Regions from separate parts of the Zea mays genome. Here all the other regions are linked to region 2. Evidence: chromatin contacts called from public Hi-C data. All regions are on one chromosome and are shown on one strand. The core of a region is the stretch at or near the end of the contact, and the rest is flanking DNA. Distances in the headings are between cores, read along the strand shown. Region 1 holds the start of LOC100191636. Region 2 holds the start of LOC103654108 (ethylene receptor 3). Region 3 holds the start of LOC100275621 (hydroxyproline-rich glycoprotein family protein).

What was found. Hi-C and Micro-C count contacts between places; a contact is called where the count stands out from the background.
Region 1: a Hi-C map of leaf shows a contact between it and region 2, with 2.6 times the contacts expected there. The contact joins the promoter of LOC100191636 here to the promoter of LOC103654108 in region 2. A contact is called at or near these places in 7 of 25 Hi-C or Micro-C datasets (bundle sheath, ear, endosperm and 3 more).
Region 3: a Hi-C map of endosperm shows a contact between it and region 2, with 5 times the contacts expected there. The contact joins the promoter of LOC100275621 here to the promoter of LOC103654108 in region 2. A contact is called at or near these places in 2 of 25 Hi-C or Micro-C datasets (endosperm and leaf).

Annotation. Positions count from the first base shown.
Region 1 is chr4:175,641,207-175,645,413 of Zm-B73-REFERENCE-NAM-5.0, reverse strand. LOC100191636 reads left to right here and starts at 2,052. Exons shown (of 3, transcript NM_001137065.1): 1 at 2,052-2,211; 2 at 2,383-3,134; 3 at 3,616-4,123. The coding sequence starts at 2,403. The coding sequence ends at 3,717. It overlaps LOC100282167, which reads left to right. Exons shown (of 7, transcript NM_001155079.2): 4 at 1-68; 5 at 151-327; 6 at 1,346-1,414; 7 at 1,490-1,745. The coding sequence ends at 1,666. It overlaps LOC111591432 (small nucleolar RNA snoR60), which reads left to right and starts at 449; the gene lies at 449-522.
Region 2 is chr4:175,933,829-175,937,948 of Zm-B73-REFERENCE-NAM-5.0, reverse strand. It overlaps LOC103654108 (ethylene receptor 3), which reads left to right and starts at 1,638. Exons shown (of 3, transcript XM_035967417.1): 1 at 1,638-2,435; 2 at 2,640-3,933; 3 at 4,013-4,120. The coding sequence starts at 1,792.
Region 3 is chr4:175,589,180-175,593,202 of Zm-B73-REFERENCE-NAM-5.0, reverse strand. LOC100275621 (hydroxyproline-rich glycoprotein family protein) reads left to right here and starts at 1,420. Exons shown (of 4, transcript NM_001149669.3): 1 at 1,420-1,577; 2 at 1,816-1,890; 3 at 1,969-2,229. The coding sequence starts at 2,119.

The DNA.
Region 1 (4,207 bases), core at 803-3,302, 290 kb after region 2:
CCCGTGTGCTGTATCTTGGTGCTGCTTCTGGCACAACTGTATCTCATGTGTCTGATATTGTAGGGCCGGTGAGTTCTTTATCTCCTATGTCTGTAGCTGGTTATTGTCTTTGTTTAATTTGTTATCTTAAGAATTTGGACACTGTTGCAGGATGGTCTGGTCTACGCTGTTGAGTTCTCTCACAGGAGTGGAAGAGACCTTGTCAACATGGCAAAGAAGAGGACCAATGTGATCCCCATTATTGAGGATGCCAGGCATCCGGCAAGGTACCGGATGTTGGTTGGCATGGTTGATGTTATCTTCTCTGATGTTGCACAGCCAGACCAGGTACCATTTCCTTCGAGCCTGGTGTCTGAATCACTGGGCTGCCACATTGTTGGATTGAGTGTTGTTTACCCTCGTTCTCTGCCTTTATACTCTTTTGATTTTGATCTGGCAATATTGAGCTTAGCAAGTGATGATCATACTCGGATTCCCCTTCAGGACATCAATTGGATGATGCAGATTCGAGTTTCTGATGCCAGTTGTGCTCAATGCCAAACTTATCTTTATTTGCTTTCTTCTATTCCCATTTCTTTGTTTTGCTTTATTGGTTAAGTCCTGATGTGTCCTGTACCCAATACAGGACTTCTCCATTTTGTTTTTGCATTCCTTTTTTTTCTGTGCTTCTTGACTATGTCACATTTGATGATCCATCCTTGTTGATGGTAACCTTGAGTTTGGAATGTCAATTTGTACATTTCCTGTTATAGCACATAGTGTTTAGAGTTATTGTTATGTGTTTCTGGATAATCTATTAATCTTATTTGCTATATTTATCAATTTGGGTTCATAGTATTTCTAGTTGGTGATGTCTTCCTAGGTTAGAATCTTGGAATGATACTTGTTTTGTTAACTCATTTGGTACATCTGTAACATTTTTTTGGAGTCATCTTGTGCTGACTTTGTTTTTTTTTTAAAATACGTTTATATTGATTCCTGACTGTATTTGATATCTAGAAAATTACCTGATGTTGTCTATTTGGACCATTGTAATTTATCTAGTTTGTTGCTTGATCGGTATATAATCCAATTAGTTTCAGTTCTATAGTTGAGTTGGAACAGCAACATCCGTCATGCCTTACTTGCTGTTCAATGTTCAGTTTCACTGAATGTGGCCCTTCCCTGCTGTTCAATGTTCAGTTTGACTGAATGTGCAGACCCATTGTATATATATATTATATATATATAGACATGAGTATACTGCAAATTTATGTAACATGAGACATCCATTTGGTTTGGTGGAAATTGCCATGCCAGTGTTTTACGGCTTTTAAACATTGCGTGAATGTGTTATATCCTGCAGGCTAGGATCTTAGCACTTAATGCTTCATACTTCTTGAAGAACGGTGGCCACTTTGTCATTTCAATCAAGGTACTTTGAGTTAATTATATAGATAGTAATCTTGGTCTTCATTGATCTAATCTAACAAGGAAACATTTTGTTCAGGCTAACTGCATCGACTCCACCCTGCCTGCTGAGGCCGTGTTTGCAGCGGAAGTGGAGAAGCTCAAGGCGGATCAGTTCAAGCCCGCGGAGCAGGTGACGTTGGAGCCCTACGAGCGTGACCATGCATGTGTTGTGGGTGGGTACAGGGTGCCCAAGAAGCAGAAGGCCACCTCTTAGGATCGGAATCCGTGCTCGTCTTGCCTACCAAAGATGCTTCGTTGTATTGTGGTTTATTAAGAAACTTTGAAGGATTAGTCAAAGTATGTGAACCTTCTGCAGTGAAGGCTGGTTTAGCAGCGACAGCTGTTAGGGTCTGATGCAGTGTTTGCTGGTTTAACAGCATTATTATTATTATTGTTGATGAAACATGGGTTTGGTTTCGTTGATCTCACTAAAAGTGTCAATCTTTTGGATACCTCTCCATTGTGCTTGTGGTGGTCTGTGCTCTCTGTCGACCGGTACGCTCCCCTCTGTAACTGCTGTGTGTTCCCGTCTTAAAGCTGGTTTGAAGGCCCAATCCGGAAAAAACGATGGGCCCAACCCAACCATGGAGATGCCGTTCCGTCCGGGTGGAGTGGCAACTGGGTCGCGGAAGCGAAGAAAACGTCTCCGCCGCACGCAACGCCAGAAACCCCCTTCCTTCCCATTCCCACTGCTCGGATTGCTTTCCCCACCTCCACCGCCACCAGACCAGATAGCAAGCAACCGACCCCTCCTCGCTGGTACGCGCGTCTCTCCTCTCTTCCCCAATCAACCCGGCCTTATTAGGTTGATTGGTTAAGCAACTGGATGCGGCGCCCGATTGTTTTGATTTATTTAACCTTGCATATCGCAGCGCCCCCATGGATCAATAATTTCCCTGATGGCTGTATTGTACTGTACTACCGCTTCAGTATTCGCAGGGAAGGAGAAGATGGAGCCTGGCCAGAGCGGGACTGAGCAGGCCTCTCCACGCGGGAACGATTGGGAGGTCGTGCAGCTCACCGCGTCCGCATACGCCGCCGCGCCCGCTCCGAGGAAGCCCGAGCCCTCCGACGAAGCGGAAGCTAAGAGATACGGCGCAAAGGGGGACGATCTAGCCGCCGGCCTACTCATGTCCGGCCACTTCTCCGTGTCTCAGAGCGAGGTCGAGAGCCTCCTCGTAGGCGCCGACACCAAAGAACCACCGCCCAAGGACAAGGAGGAGCCTTGCGAGCATACTAAGCTGCTGGAGGACGACGTCCCCACCATCCCGTTCGATGACGGCAAGGCGCTGAAAGGCATGGGTCTGGTCGGGGAAGAGCCGGCCGGGTTCTCGTCGCCTGTCTACAGCTCCATCACGGAGAGCAGGAGTGACAAGAGGAGCGAGGAGCCTACTACTCTGCATAGTTTCAACCCCGTGACTGGCTCAACAAAGGTCGTCTCACCTGACGAGCAGAGCGAGCCTGCTGCTGGGTCTGGGTCCGGGTCTGGGTCAGGCCCGCGTGAAGCGTGGTGGAAGAAGCAGCTTCTCTCCCTTTACAGGAACGCCAAGGAGAGCAAGCATCTCTGGCCTATCGTCGCCACCACTGCTGCTTTGGTGGGCCTGGCGTATCTGGGGCGGCGCTGGCATAAGGGCAGGCTGCAGTTTCAGCTGCTCAAGATATCGCCTTCTACCAACAAGGAGGTAAATTGCGTGGAACTGTTTGCCAAATACTACATTACAAAGGAAAATTGCATTATGTTGTCTGTATCATAGCTGCTGACCTTATAACCAACTACTCCCGACATAGCTTCTGTTGGTTTTCTTCTCTATTTTCTGATATTGTTTCTTGTTGTCGCATCATATATTCATATCCTGTCAAGCATGCTTTTTTTTTAAGTTGCACATGCCAGCAATGAGAACTTCACTACGAATGGGCCATCATGCATGCTACAGCTCTAGAATTTTGAGTGTTTACTAGCAGGCTAGTGTATTCGTTTACTAGCATGCTACAGCAATGAGAACCTCACTACTGCCTTATCTGTTTACAAACAAGCTAGTGTATCAGTTTACTAGCAACCACCCAAGTCATACATGTGATGGGGCCTCAAAATGTTGGAGCATCCCTCGTTTTTTAATGGCGCCTGCAAATGCTAATGAACGCACACTCTTCTTTGCGTTTCAGAAAATCAGCGACGCGGTTGGACCGTTAAACCGCATCAACGACATTCTCGTTGCTGGCAACCACCCAAGTCACGGTGTCCATGGGCATGCCCGTGCAGGCTGAATGCAGTCAGTTCGCGAACCCATCGGGCGTCCTGGACCCATATACTATCATGTGTCGCTTTGAGAATCGGCTCAAGACAAACCATCGGGCAGGACTGGAGTAGTTGTCCAAGGACTGAGGATGTTTATGCAGACACAAGTATGTTTGGTGGCTCGATGTATGTGAATTCCAAAACTCCATCTGGGTATGTAAATATTTGTATGGGTTTAGTTTGGTTGCTTTTTCGTTTGGTCATCTCATGAAACCTCTGCTGGTGGTTTCCTTGTCTATATTACTGTCTTATTTGGGGTTCGTTCATGCATGCATACATGTGATGGGGCATAATATCACTGGATTTTATTTCACCGTCATGTTGGCTGGCTGGCTGCTACCGTGAAGGTAGCCTGGTTGTTGCAGTCCCTTGTATATTTTCTGCTGCAGAGTTGACCTGATAATAATGTTTTATTGTGGCTTGTGATGGTGGGGTAGCATAACATATGACTAATCTATA
Region 2 (4,120 bases), core at 389-2,888:
GATGCGGGAGACAGTCTTATGTTTTACCAGCAACGAGGGATTGGAGTGGACAGGGCCGGCTCTATATTTTCCAAAGGCCCTGCAGCGACCAGGGCACTCTAGGCCCCATTGCTTTGATATTGTTTATTATTTGTAATACGACAATCAAAAGAAGTAAACCTTAGTGTTATTAACAGATGTGATACTACACAAAGGAGTAGTAACAATTTGATTACTTCTTACACCACCAAACAATTAGGGCCACAAGACAATATGTAGCTACATCAAAGTCCATTTCAGGCTCTCAGGGGGTGTTTGGTTTGAGAAATCATTCCATCCAAAATGAGGTGGTGCATCATGGACTCATTCCTCAAATTTGGTGGAATGACCTCAATCCTCATATTGGTACTAACTAATTAACTATGAGGAATAAGGTGATGATGGATCAACTCATTCCAATCCACAAACCAAACAAAAAAGTGAGGAGTGAGAAGATGATGGACTAGCTCATCCCTCAAACCAAACACACTATTAGCTTCTCATATAGTCTATTTGGTCTCTACATATGGTGAACATGGGCCCCTTTTCATAGTCCGTCTTCGAGGTGGATCGAGATGTATTATGTGAGTTTTTATCTATTATAATTTATGCACTCTTCAATCCCTCCAAACTACTTCAATGCTAGAGTAATCAAACTATGTCTACTAAGTTATAGTATATTTGAGGCACTTGATAGGGTGTCCTATAATTTTTTGACCAAATTCTATAAAACAAGACACTGTTAGAGTAGTTTTTTTATATAAAACCTTATATTGTAATTTGAGATATCAATTCGAGGCATTGTTAGAGATACTCTAAAGATAAGCCACACGTTGAACAAGTGACTTGATCAGCCACACGTGCAAAATGTCTAATTTCACGAAGTTTTCATCTGAGCCCTTAGCTAATACAGTATAAAAATGGGGGAAAAAATATCCCCCACCTCTCTAGTGCAGCTGCATCCTGTCTAGCTGAGTCCGCTGACCTGACGAGTAGACAAACTCCAAGCAAGCAGCGCGAGCGCGAGGGATGGCCGCCCGCCGCCACCGCCAGATTGGTTCAGTGGCGGACCCCCGACGGATCCCTCCTGTTCCCCACTCGCAGTCGCAGACAAGGCGGCTTGCTTTGCTTGCTTCGTGCCTCTTCCTCGTCGCCTAGGCCGCCTCCTTCACTCTTCGTTCTGCTCCATCCATCCCCAATCCATCCACCATTCCGCCCGTCTGTCTCTACTTGATTCCTCTTGCCGGGGTTCCTTGGCCTGCCTATCCTTGCTAATCGGGCGGGCCAGTCCGCCGCCTGCAGATCTGAACGCTGCCCTCCCCTGCTCCCCGAGCGCGGCGAGGATCGCCGCTCCACGGACGCAAGAACAAGTGCCCTTGATCTTTTCCCCCCATTTGATTGATTCATCCAGTGCTGCTGGTACTGGTACCCAGCAACAGTTTTCGGTAGGAAACTACTATGGCAACTTCTCCAGGCAAGTTCGTTTCGTTCAACCAGAGAGGATTCAAATGGTTTTCATCCATCCTTCTTTCGTAGGGAGTGGAATCCCGCTTGGGAAAGTCTCTCGTCCAAATGGCATCTGATCCTTGTTCCTGCTCTGCTTTCCTCTGCTTCAGGTACATACAGATGGTGCTAGTGAGGGAGAGGTCCGCGAGCCGTCGCCGCCATTTCGGACCAACCAAGGCGGCGCTAGTATGCTTCTGCTTGCTTTCCTTCTACCTGGACACTACTGCAATGCCGTCAACGTCATTGTAAACCGTCAGTGCTAGCCACATGGTAACGCTAGACTGCGAAAGTTGCGATCTTTTTCTCGCATCTCCTCGGCAACTTGCCAATTTGGTCAGCATCGTCATCACCACCACCATCAGCGGCGCAGCTGAACTGACGATGCTTTGCCCGAGATCCGGATGCTCATCCAGATCGAGACGCCATTCATCTCCCCCCCCCCCCCCCCCCCCCCCCGCCGTGCGGATGCGGTGGCTCCTCCTCTTGGCGTTCGCCGCCGCCCCCGCCGCCGGCGAGATGGGGTACGCGCATTGCGGCTGCGACGGCAGCGGCGGCGCTGGCGGTGGAAGCGGGTTCTGGAGCCTGGACAACATCTTCAAGTGGCAGAAGGTGAGCGACCTGCTCATCGCGGCGGCCTACTTCTCCATCCCGCTTGAGATCCTCTACTTCGTCGCGGGGCTCCGCCACCTGCTCCCGTTCCGGTGGGTGCTGGTCCAGTTCGGCGCCTTCATCGTGCTGTGCGGCCTCACCCACCTGCTGGCGGCCTTCACCTACGAGCCCCACCCGTTCATGGTCGTGCTGCTCCTCACTGCCGCCAAGTTCCTCACGGCGCTCGTCTCCTTCCTCACCGCCATCACGCTGCTCACGCTCATCCCGCAACTGCTGCGCGTCAAGGTCCGCGAGAGCCTGCTGTGGATCAGAAAAAAAATTTGTTGCAGCCCGGCTGCAAACCAGACTGTTTGCAGCCCCTCACAAAAAGGAGGATAGGTCCCACCCGCAGGTAAATAATACAACTAAAACGTTATCTGGTGGACCTGCAGGTGGGGCCTATCCACCTTTTTGTGAGGGGCTGCAAACAGCCTGGTTTGCAGCCGGGCTGCAACAAATTTTTTTCCGTGGATCAAGGCCCGCGAGCTGGACCGCGAGGTGGTTCTCATGAAGCGGCAGGAGGAGGCGAGCTGGCACGTCCGCATGCTCACCCAGGAGATCCGCCGCTCGCTGGACCGCCACACCGTGCTCTACACCACGCTCATCGAGCTCTCCAGGGTGCTCGCGCTCGACAACTGCGCCGTCTGGATGCCATCCGAGGACAAGTCCGGAATGTGCCTCACACACGAGCTCCGGCGGGGCAGCGACGACGGCGAGGCCGTAGTGGGCGCTGACGACGCGGACGTCCTCGAGGTCAAGGGCGCCGACGGGGTCAAGCTGCTGCCGCCGGGCTCGGTACTTGGCTCCGCCAGCGGCGGCGGCAAGGAGGGGACCGGCACGGTGGCGGCGATCCGAATGCCGATGCTCAGGGTCGCCGACTTCAAGGGTGGGACGCCCCAGGTGATCAAGGCAAGCTACGCCGTGCTGGTTCTGGTGCCGCCCAGCGGCAGGAAGTGGGCGCCGCACGAGCTGGAGATCGTGGAGGTGGTCGCCGACCAGGTGGCCGTGGCGCTCTCGCACGCCTCGCTGCTGGAGGAGTCGCAGGCGATGCGTGACAGGCTGGCCGAGCAGAACCGCGAGCTGCTGCAGGCGAGGCGGGACGCTCTCATGGCGAACGAGGCCAGGGACGCGTTCCAGCGCGTCATGAGCCAGGGAATGCGGAGGCCCATCCACTCCGTCCAGGGACTGGTGTCCGTGGTGCAGGAGGAGGAGGGACTGGCGTCCGAGCAGAGGCTCGTCGTCGACGCTGTGGCGCGGACCGCAACCGTCGTCTCGACGCTCATCAACGACGTCATGGAGATGTCCGCGGCCACCAGCCAGGAGCGCTTCCCGCTGGAGACGCGGCCGTTCCGCCTGCGCTCCATGGTGAGGGACGCCGCCTGCGTGGCCAGGTGTCTCTGTGACCTGAGCGGGCGGTTTGGTTTCGCGGTGCACGTGGAGAACGTGCTGCCGGACCTTGTCATCGGCGATGAGCGGAGGATCTTCCACGTCCTGCTGCACATGGTAGGCAATCTGATCGGTCGGGTCGACGAGGGGGACGTCACGTTCCGGGTGCGCGCCGATGATGAGGCGACGGAGGACCAGAGGTGGGATCCGTGGAGGCCGAGCTACTCCGGTGGGCACTCGTCGGTCAGGTTTGTGGTCGGGGTGAAGAGGCAGCAGAACGCAGGCGACTCGCTTCCGCGGTTCTTGCGGCGGCCAAGGACCCATGACGGGTTGGATCTCAGGCTCAGCTTCAGCATGTGCAGGAAGCTTGTGCAGGTACCTGCGTGCGTGCGTGCCCTTTGCTTTTTTTTTGGTCTTGTTGTGTGATGTGCTCTCTCTCTCTCTCTCTCGACAGACGATGCAAGGGAACATCTGGGCAGTTCTCGACGGCCAAGGACTCCCGGAGAGCATGACCCTGGTCCTGAGGTTCCAGCTCCAACCATCGCTGGCGAGCTCCAACCTC
Region 3 (4,023 bases), core at 171-2,670, 340 kb after region 2:
AAACTCTAATCTGGCCCAAGATGCAAGGCGTTTATTTTCCTACTATTGCATCAACATGTGCATACTAGGGTAAATTTAAGTGTGCCATGGCTACGCCAGCCTCTGAAGTCTGAATCATAGAACAGGGGTAAGTTTTTTGACCTTGCTAGAAACTATAAACAGACAAATATGGCTTGAAACATCATCAGTCACTGAGCGAGGCACACAAACTGTAAAAGATAAACAGATGATTGATCGAGATATCCATTATGAACATTGTGTGACATGCTAGTAATATTAACATATCAAGCAACGACCATGTAGCTAGTTTCTAACACAAATGAGAGACAAAAGATCTTTGGATAAAGGCATGCTGGCCTACTACTTGTCCAACTTTCTAGTTCATGAAAACAAGTCAGTCTCCTACCAATTCATCTTCCCAGCACATGAAGACACATAAAAAAACATGTTGACATAGCAGCAGAATGCCCCTACTATCAGAAACTGAGATAGCAGGTTGTGCGTGCCATGAACCATTCATTACTCCCCACCAGACCGTAGAATATCCCATCCACCTCCTACAAGCAACTGCAAGGGCATCAATACCTGGAGCAATCAAGAAATACAAAACTAGTAGTTCTAGAACTAAATCACAACTCACATAAATTATCAAACGTAAACTCTACTATCTATTCAATACTTATCTCAGGGCAGGGGGCGAGCAGAGGGCAGGGCAGGGCAGGGGCCGCGCTGTGCGTGCCTGCAAGGTTGCGCACTGTCGCTGCTACTAGCGGGCGGAGGGCGGGGCTAGGGCTGGGCGCTGCAGGGGCTGGGAGCTGGTGGCTGGCTGCCGAGTGCGTCTGCACGGGAGGAGGGATGAAGGAGCCGACTCGACTGGACGAGATGCGAGGGAGCACCGAAGCCGCTGTCGCGGGAGCCGTTGCCCTTGACGTCGTCGCTGCCGAAGTGCTTCAAAGTTCAAACCAGTGCCACTGCCGCAGCCGTCCTTGTGGCCGCTGCCGCCGCCGCCGCCGCCGCCGCCGACACCGATCAGGCCTCTCCCGCCATGGCTACAAACAACACAAAAGCGCGCGAGGGCGAAAATGGGTGCCGGAAACAGGTGCTATGCGCGGCAGCGAAGGGATTGGGGGATTTCACCTCGCGCAAATTTGCGGGATGGATCGGCTCGGATGCGTGACGGCGAAAATATGGGGGAAGTTTGCAAGAGCTGTTGGAGGAGAGAAAACGAGCTTTCTCCCTGAAAAAAGTTTTTCGGGGTCTTTTAGCATCGTTCTTGGAGATGCTCTTATAACCTCACAAGTCGTAGGCACGGAAATGAGATGGCATAATAGCACGTTGTGAAAACTGAAAATGGTAAAATAGTAATTGTTTCGTCTATAGCTGCAAGCCTGCAACCCTTCCTTTCTTTTCCTCCTTCTATTCCATCACCCCCAGCGTGCGCGCTGCACTCCCTCCCTGCCCCTGTTCTCTCTCTCGTGGCGACGGCGACGGCGACGACTGGGCGGCCGTTGCTGCCGCCCTACTCGCCAGGCGCCCAGGTATTCTTCGGCCCCTTCGCCGGCGACGAGTGTCACCAGGTACGCCCACTCCCCTTGGTCTTCCCTTTCTGCCGTGCGAAACCGAGCATCCAAACCCTAACGGACTGTTTTTACCCGGATCTGATCCAACCACTACTGTATATGCATGAATTTTGCCTACTAGCTTCGATCGCGTTGCAAAAAATATCGGGCGATGCCCTTAACCGGCTCCTCGCCTGTGTGCGGGAACCCTACCGATCGGAATTCTGCTAACTCTGTCCATCCATGGTTCGATTAGGTTCCTCGTCTCCGGAACGCAGTGCAAAGCAGATCGATCTCGGCCCAGCAGGGGCCTCACGACTTGACTCCCAAGGTATGGAATTTTTTGGGGGCGTTTGCGTCCGCAGTCCATTTTCCCGGTGCCTTCCCTCTGACGAAAGCACGGTCTCAGGGCTCCCAACCTTGCAGGCTGACTCGATCTCTTTGGTTTCGTGGACCGTGATCAGACTCCAGGGCTGGATCGTGTTTCTTCCAGTGTGCAAGCTTGGATCTCGTAGGTCTGGTTTAGAAAGGACCGTGCTTGCTCTTTGCTGCCGCAATCATGCAGAGTGGGGGCGACATGAGGCCTGTGCACAACAGTGTCGATACAGTTAACGCTGCTGCTGTTGCCATCGTCACCGCGGAGAGCCGCACACAGCCTCCTGCTGAACAGGTTCGTGCTCAAATACCTTATTACTGCATGGTTTCTTTTCTATCGACGTTACAAGCTAGTGATGTCCTGCTTAGTTGGATGACCTGTGTAGCTCCCTTTAATGATTGTATGCCTGTAGCAGTTTTGTACGTGCGGTTTCCGGTGTAACGGTTATGCTTAATCATCTGTGGCTGCTTGTTTGTGTGGCTTTATTTGCGTGACGTGAAAAATTACATTTCATACAACACGTGTCATGGAGCGTTTCTTGAATTTACTTCAGTAGGCATTTCATAGTATTATTGCAGTTAGTAACGGAAGAATGTTGTCGCGTAGTCAGACTTCCTAGATTTTGGTTATCAATAAGTTTGTCGGGTATTTAGAGTGCAGATATAAATCTTAGATGCATGGATTTTCCATCCAATGATGTTGGACTTCAGTTTGTTTTTAGTTTTATACAGAGTACGTCAGTAATTAGTGGAAAGTTGTAAATTTTGGGGGTCATGTCAGTGTTCGAAACTACATGCTTATGTTACTGAAATTGAGTGGTCAGTCTTTTTTCCCTTTTCATAGTTTTTATTTGTTACGAAGGGAAATAGATGTTTACAGAACTTGGCATGCAAAAAAAAACACAGAAGAAAAATACTATTTGTTGTCCTTGCAGTTGCAAATGGGTTGCTGTGACTATGGGTTGGCTGTATATTTTTTTCCAGGCTTCGGACCTGAGGATTCTTGCTAGAACTAGAAAACTTTTCTTATCTTTTGGTGGTATAGATGCAGCTGTAGAATGTTGATTTTGGTCTATTCATTTGTACATCCACTTTAGTATCTATGAAGGAAAAATTGTGGGCTATACCCTTCGCCTAGTTAGATTTGTTTATTTCCTTTTGTTGTACTATTTTGGAAGTGCATGAGGAAGGTACATCAGGAATGTGACAAAAGTTTGGTCAAACATTACTTTTTTTGAAACTTTGACACATGCTATGTTTTTTATCAAGAAACTTTGTAGGATGAGTAGTACATTTGCCATTTACAGATTACCTTATTTCTACCTCTTCCATTTCAAAGGCGGTCACATAGGCATCCGAGCATACCCAACTCACCTTGAGGGTCTAGTATGCCTTTTCGTCTTTGAAACCATGATTTGCACAGTTTCAGACACTTGTATGCATGAAAAAGGCATTGTAAATAGCAAGAGAATAGAGAATGCCTCAGAAAAGATATGGGGGTAGTTTAAATGGTCAAATTGAAGGGACAAAAAAGATGCTTTCTTTGCTGGCGATATGCCACAAGCTGTTTCTTTCTATTTTTAAGTCCCAATCTTAGGTAATATGTTTATTTTCTAATACAGGACTACAGGTTGATGTCTAGGTTTTTGTCGTTATATTTTTTATTAGTCCAGCCTCCCTCTTCCAGCTTGTTTGTTTTTGAGGGCCTGTGATTCGAACCTATGATTGTTGCTCTCCACAGATCTTAAATGGTACCTTGCAGAACTGGCAATTGTTTGATGGATTATGCATTACATATTAAAGTTTATCTTATAGTTTTAGTTTTGAACAAAAGCAATTTTTCCTCTGTCATGATACCATTGTTTCAGAACATGTTCTAAAAGCCTGTGTTCTTTCTCCATCCACTGCAAATATCTCTGGTGTGTTCTGCTTTAGTTGTGGTGATTTTGTCTGCCTTTTCTTTTAATGTTGGTTGCAACAGAATAGCACACATGCATTTGATTGACTCCCTGAGATATGTCTGATTGGACACATTATGCTGCAATCTGATTAATGATTACATTATACATATGTTTTTTGTTCTCTCATT